Regions from separate parts of the Sus scrofa genome. Here region 2 is linked to region 1. Evidence: chromatin contacts called from public Hi-C data. All regions are on one chromosome and are shown on one strand. The core of a region is the stretch at or near the end of the contact, and the rest is flanking DNA. Distances in the headings are between cores, read along the strand shown. Region 1 holds the start of ZNF658 (zinc finger protein 658). Region 2 holds the start of MFSD14B (major facilitator superfamily domain containing 14B).

Evidence for each region. Hi-C and Micro-C count contacts between places; a contact is called where the count stands out from the background.
Region 2: a contact with region 1 is called in a Hi-C map of skeletal muscle, with 3 times the contacts expected there. The contact joins the promoter of MFSD14B here to the promoter of ZNF658 in region 1. A contact is called at or near these places in 1 of 5 promoter capture datasets (liver), 5 of 47 Hi-C or Micro-C datasets (heart right ventricle, liver and skeletal muscle) and 2 of 2 datasets of contacts at active chromatin or transcription factors (alveolar macrophages and skeletal muscle).

The regions. Positions count from the first base shown.
Region 1 is chr10:38,816,569-38,820,208 of Sscrofa11.1, forward strand. It overlaps ZNF658 (zinc finger protein 658), which reads right to left and starts at 1,891. Exons shown (of 5, transcript XM_021064707.1): 1 at 1,395-1,891.
Region 2 is chr10:38,887,542-38,891,181 of Sscrofa11.1, forward strand. It overlaps MFSD14B (major facilitator superfamily domain containing 14B), which reads right to left and starts at 1,862. Exons shown (of 12, transcript NM_001243400.1): 1 at 1,528-1,862. The coding sequence starts at 1,635.

The DNA of each region.
Region 1 (3,640 bases), core at 641-3,140:
TGGATATCAGGTCCTTACCAGCCATCCTGTAAATGTCTTTTCCTGTGCCACCTGACGCCCATCCCTCGCAATCTCTGGTTACCACCTTCTCAAAGTTGGTCCACAGTGTCCACTGTCACAGTCTGTGATGGTCCAGCTGTGACAACATCACAAAGTCTGACTCATGCTACATTGGGATCAAGAACAGCTTCTGGTGGAGCAACTTACAACCTGTTCCTTTCTAGAACTTTCTGCCTGTGCTCTGAAGCTGTGATGAGGTGTGTGTCAGAAGAGCTGTTCTTCAAAGTAGCAGTTGTTCTTGAGACTCCCTCTTCCTGCCTTAAAAGAGCTACTTTGCTCCAGAGGGGCCAGAGAAACAAATTCACTTTATTTGAAACCTTCATCTAACACTCCAAATTTGACGTTTGGGGAATTCACAAGAAATGTACTGACCAGTATGTTGCCATTAGCTGCATTGGACTTCTACACCTGAAGTGTAGATTAGTGGCCCAGGTCAAAATAATATTTTGGCTGTACTGAATTAAATATATTAGTGAAATTAACCTCACCTTTTCTTCTTTTTACTGTGGCTACTAAAAAATTTTTAATTAATTTTGCTTTATCTTTCTATTGGCCAGCACTGCATTAGATGATCAGACTGTGTTTTGAAAATCGAGATGGCCTGGCCGTTTCACTACAGCTCTGTCCAGGAGCTCTGGAGAGAATCCACAAACCCCAGTATATATTTCCCACATGGCAAGATTCTGTCAGCATGCATTTTACAATCATGTCTCTGGAATTTGGGGACAGGCTGCCATGATCTCCAAAGGTTGCAATTCTGAGTCGGGGCAGGGAGGATATTAGGAAGAGCAAGAGATACAAAGAAAAATCTATTCGTATTTGCATCCTACTTCTCACCCTCCAGCTTGTGTCCCGGGATATATCATTCCGCCCACATGAAATTACTTTCACTTTAAAAAAAAAAAATGGCATGTTTATAAAGACAAGCAGACCTGCTATGAGGGTTAAGGGAAATACCAAAGGGAAAAAAGTCTTATGATAGAAGCTTACACAGTGATGATTACAATCACTTGACAAAATGTTTTGCAGAAGACACCTTTTTTAATTCTCAGAAAAACTGCACATGTTCATGGTGAACGTTATAAGGTGCATTCTTCTCCTGTTGCTTGCGATCCTTGCACCGGGCCGGCACCAAATACATCTCCTCGGGACAAGGCTTCGGCCCTACCTGCGCCCTTGGAGCAGGCGGGGCAGGACCTGCCCGGACTAGGGGTCTGGGAGAGGGACTGGCCCGCCCGGAGGGTCCCGGGATTTCCTGCTCCGGTTCCCCGGACACAAGCTACCTGACCTAGCAGGACCCCACGCCGCGTAGAGCCAGATCCCGGGGCTCTCACCTCCGGATAGCAGCCTCGGCTCCAGCACCGACCCCAAATGGCCGAGATCTCTTTTTCAGTCCCAGGAGGCGGAGGGGAGTAGGAGGGGCTCGATGTTCCCATGCGCAGAATGAGCTCCGAGGACCCTTTCCCGGAGTGCTGAGCGGCGGGCGGGCAATATTCAAGACTACATTTCCCATAAATCCTTGAGACCGTAGGAGGTAAAGTTAGAAAGCTAGAAGTCTTGAAGTTGGACCTGATCGCTGGCGACTCTTCTCAGGAATGGGTTCAGACTTAAAAGTTATGATATAACATATTGCAAAGTATTTTTTTCCATCAGATCTTGGTTGGAAAAAAATAACAGAGCCAGAGACAGCAATTTGGGAAACACGAATATGGACTAGATTTAAGAATTACTAAGGAAAATTACCATTATTTTGGATAGTGCCATAATATTCGGACGATATAGGAAATTGATCTTATTTTTTAAAGCTACATACTGAAATATTTGCAGTTATGAAATCATGTATTTATAATTTACTTTTTTTTTTTCCATTTTTAGGGTCGCATCTGTGGCACATGTAAGTTCCCAGGCTAGGGTCTAATCAGCCGCCCATGCACAGCCAGGCGGGAGGTGGGCGGCATCTGCCACCTATGCAGCTCTCAGGGCAACACTGAGCGAATCCAGGGATGGAGCCCACATCCTCGTGGATACTAGTCCGTGTTCTTAACCTGCTGAGTCACAATAGGAACTCCGGTGGAATTTACTTTTTAAAAATTAAGCAGAACAGTTTGAGGAAGCAAATATGGCAGTAGGTTAAGAATTGTTAAGTCGTGTAATAGGTGTATATGATGCTTGTTTTACTATTTCTGTTTTTCCGAATGTTTGAATTTCTTTTTAACATTCAGGAGAAGACGTGCAGGTGGGGGTGGGGAGGTGGTGGAGGAGGGTTAGGGAGGGTTTATGGCCACTCAAGAAGTGTTCCTTTTAAAACACAGCTGCCAAGAGAAGTGAAGGTACAACTGTTATGAATTCCACTGTGAAATAGAAAAAAACTACAAGATGGAAGCAGTATTACATAAAAGGGTAAATTTTGTGAACAGGAGAGGGAGAGGGAGGGAGTAAGCTAGCTATTCAAAATTACACAAGTAATACTTGAAAATACATACAACCCCGAATAAGGAAAGTGTTATCAATTTATAACTGTGATCAATTACTAACCTGGCTTGTATGGTGGAGATTATGTTCAGCTTTATAACACTCCCAATCTATCACCCAAAAGTGGGTGTATCATTTTGCATTCTCACCAGCAATGAATGAAAGTTCTCTTGCTCCCCATCCTCATAGCTGTAGGTGTTGTCAGTGATTTGGATTTTGTTCATTCCAGAAGTGGAATGATATCTCATAATTTGCAATTCTGTAATAACACCTGATACTGGGGTTCTTTTTATATTCCTATTTGCCATCAGTGTATATTCCTTTTTGAAGATGTTAAATTTTAATAGCGATTTATGTATTTTAGATAAAACTTCTTTGGTAGGTTTGTCTTTTGCAAATATTTTCTCTCAGTCTCTGCCCTTTTCATTTTCATAGAGCAGAAGTTTTTAACTTTGATGGATTCAACTGATCATCTTTGTTCATTCATGGATTGTGCTTTTGATGTTATCTAAAAACTCATTGCTAAACTCGAGGTCACTTAGACATTCTCTAGAAGCGTGTTATTTTCTAGAAGTCTTATAAGGTTTGCATTTTAAGTTTATGATCCTTTTATTTTTTTAAATGGCCACACCCATGGCATATGGAAGTTCCTGGGCCAGGAATTGAATCTGAGCCACAGCTTCGACCTACACCACAGCTGCTGCAATGCCAGATCCTTTAACCTGCTGCATGGGGCTAGGGATCAAACCTGCGACTTTGCAGTGACCCAAGCCGCTGCAGTCAGATTCTTAACCCACTGTGCCACAGTGGGAACTCCTATTATCCATTTTGAGTTAATATTTATGAGAAGTATAAGGTTTGTGTCTACATTTATTTATTTTTGCATGTGGGAGTCCTCTTGTGGTGTACAAGGTTAAGGATCCTGCATTACCACTGCAGTGGCTTGGGTCGCTGCTATGGAGTGGGGTTTGATCCCTGGCTGAGGAACTTCCATATGCCACAGAGTGGCCAAAAAAAGGTTTTATTTTTTTCAACAAATGGTGCTAGAACAATCAGACAGTCACATGCAAAGATTGCCTTTTTTTTTTTTTTTTTTTTTTTTTTTTTG
Region 2 (3,640 bases), core at 612-3,111, 71 kb after region 1:
TATTTAAAGACAGTAGAAATGATCATATTTACATGTTATATCACACTAATCAACACTGTGGAGAGGAGGATCTGGCAGTTTGGTTTTGTTTAGTGAGCAAGATGATGACAAATCTACTTTTTATATAATCAAAATGAGGAATTTCTGCTGTGGCACAGTGGGTTAAGAATCCCACTGCAGAGGCTCGGGTACCTGCGGAGGCGAGGGTTCTGATCCCCACTCTGCACAGTGGGTTAACAATCAGCATTGCTGTAGCTATGGCATAGGTGGCAGCTGCAGCTGGAATCCAATCCCTAGCCCAGGAACTTCATGTGCCCCTGGTGTGACCATTAAAAAACAACAACAAAAAACCGAGAAAAACTAATTCTATAGAATTTCCCTCCACGTACCAAAAAAAAACCTCCCCACTTTCCAGAAGTCGTATCTTTGAAATAAGGAACCCCTAATGTTTTTTTGTTCCCCAAAAAATATGAAGTCACTTGGGAGTTCCCTGCTGGCCCAGGGTTAAGCATCTAGCATTGTCACTGCTGTGGATTCAATTTCTGGCCTGGAAACGTCGACAGGCCACTGGCAAAGCCGGAAAAAAAAGAAAAAAAGAAGTCCCTTGGGCAGGAGGGGGTCTTTAACATCATTTAGCATTTTTAAAAGCAAATTAAAATACATAAGCTAAACAATACATAAAATTTGAAGCCGATTGCACATAATTTTCCTAAAATTTCTATTTTTCCATAAAAAAGTCTCCCTGACATTAGTTTCTATTCACTGTAACGTTTTTATATTTCCTGTCCTTACCAGGCCAAAAAAAAAAAAAAAAATCTTTAAGAAACGACAGACTTATGCATATGCATACACCAAAGCGCCACTGACAAAGCCTGTTACGCCGAATCCAGGCCAATTAAACCAGTGCTTCGGAAGCATCTGAATCTCACGTGAAATTAGAAAAAAAGAGATTGGCCTCCCTCAACACGCTCCTCAGCCGAGCCCTGGGATCCTCAGCTTTCCTCTGAAATCCTGCTCACCAACTGCTTCTGCGACCGCCTAGGGAACCATGAAGGAACAGGAAGGCGCTGCCCAACTTCCCGGTCCAGGGCCCAAGGACGGTTCTAAAGGCTCTCTACCTATCTTCTAGGTAGGCTCAAGCCAGAAGTGCACCATGAAAATACTATCTACTGTCACACCTAGAGAGGATTCTAAAAGAATCAGATTACTTATATTCACGATCCCACGTCGTGTGTCTTTTGAAACAATAACTAAGTCGCCTAAATTTCTGTCTAACGATGAGCAGCGCTAAGAAAGCCTAGTAGTGTTGAAATCGGCTACCTGACTCGGGAAAAGGACAGGCTTTCCAAGAACCAGAGCTCCTGCCCAGAGCCGAGACAGGTCAGCGTCTCCTCACCTCCAGGGTACCCAGGCCCCCGCCCCGCCCCGCCCGAGGCGTCCCAGGACTCCGGCCGCCACCCCGCCCCACCTCCCCTGACTCTGGGCTTCGGGCTAAGCAATGCGGTGCGACTCCGTGCCCGCGCTCACCGTGCTGCCGCCAGGGGACCGCGCACCCGCGCGCTTCTCCGGCATGGCTCCCACCTCGGGCTCCGACGCCGCCGTCTTCTGTGGCTCGGGTGGCGGCTCCGCGTTCATGCCGCGTCCATGCCCCCGCCGGCTCGGGGCGCTTCGGGACTACGGAGACGCCGCAAAGGCGGCGGCGGGGCCCGCGTTCTCATGGGCACCGCGGCCCGCGGGTCTGACGGTGGCGCCAGTGGAGACGCCAAGGGCCGTAAGGGCTGCCGAGGTCGGAGCCTCAGAGGAGGAGAAGCGAGGAGGGCAGCTGCAGGGGCCAGTCGCCACAGCTCCCGCACCGAAAGCGATTCAGGGAGCTGCCAGGCGCGTCAGCGACCGCCCTGGGGAAGTCAGGAGGCCCCGCGCCGGCCCGGCCCCGCCCCCGCTTCCCTACTGGTTCGCTCCGGGGGAAGCGGCCCCGCCCGAGATCTCTGCTCCCGCCACAAGCTCACAGCCAGCGCCCAAAGCCTCCAGGAGCCCCCCTCCCACTTCAGGGCCCGCCTCCAGGTCTCCCGGGCCGCCTAGGCGTCGGGACTCCGCAGCGCGCCGGAAGTGCGTCACTGCCCAGGGCCCGCAATTGTATTTTCTTTTCGCTGGGACGGTACCGGGGCTGGCGAATTGGGAGCTTTGAATGCAGGGATTTCTTCTTGTAGAGATTGCATTTCTGATCTTGGTTTGGCCTAGAGATGGCACGTTCTGACAGAAAACAGAGCCCTCAGGGCTGGAATCCGGAATTAGGGAAGTGTCATATGCGCTGTACCTGACACTTTTTTTTTGGAATGTTCTGTTCCTCTTCCAAATCTAAACAGAAGCCGATGAAGAGCTTCACCTGGACTGTGGGATTCATGGGACGGACAGTCTTAGGAAACACAGAGATCCCTGTTCCACTCCAGAGCTGCTTGATGGTACGAACGCGGTGAATATGAACAAAAGTGTCAGATCTTGTTTGGCTAAGGTGCTGATGTACCCGAAATCAACTAACACTAATCATGGCTCCATAAAAAAAAGTCCGAAAAGGACTTTGTGGATACCGCAACCTATTCTGCAAATACTTCAAAAGTAAAGCAGCTTGGCTAAAGAGCTAATGTAACAGATACGACCTGCTCCGCAAATGTGGGGTACAAAAATGGTCAGAATGTTTTTTCCTCTTAGGTGTTTAAGCATTCAGTGCCTCCTTGAAAGAAGTAAAATACTTTGAAATTCTTAAGAACTTATGTCTTCCTCCTTTTTTTTTTTTTTTTTTTTTTTTTTTTTTTTTTTTTTGTCTTTTTGCCATTTCTAGGACCACTTCTGCAGCATATGGAGGTTCCTTCCCAGCTAGGGGTCTAATCGGAGCTGTGGCCGCCGGACTACACCAGAGCCACAGCAACGGGGATCCGAGCCATGTCTGTGACCTACACCACAGCTCACGGCAGCTCCGGATCCTTAACCCAGGGATCGAACCTGAAACCTCATGGTTCCTAGTCGGATTCATTAACCACTGAGATGTCTTCCTCTTTCTTAAAGAGACCCAAGTGGACTTAATTGGTGAAGGGAATGAGTCCAGTCATTTCACTATTGACTTGCATCTTATACTGTTATTGTTGCAAACAGGTCTTTACAAGCCTAAGGATTTATTTGCTTTCCTATAGTGTATCTATTGGCTTAGGTCCCTTCCATGCCTTGCGCTGGTATCAGGTAGCTCGGGGTGCAATAATGAAATAACATCGACTGGATGGCTTAAACAACAGAAATTTCTTACAGTTCTGGAGACTGGCAGTCTGAGCTCAGCATCAGCAGGTCAGATTCTGATGAGATCTTTCTTCCTAGCTTGCAGATGGCTGCCTCACTGTGTCCTCACATGAGCAAAAGAGCAAGCTCTCCTGACCTCATCTAAGCCTATTTACCTCCCAAAGGTCCCAGCTCCAAATTCCATTACATTGAGGGTTAGGGCTTCAACATACAGATTTTGGGAAGACAGTTAAGTCCACAGTTCTTGGTGTACTAAGTCACAGATTCATTGATGCTCACTGATTACACACTGCTTCCCAAAGCATACTGATGTATAAAAGCAACTTTTCCTGAAAACACAGACGTTCTTTTCTTG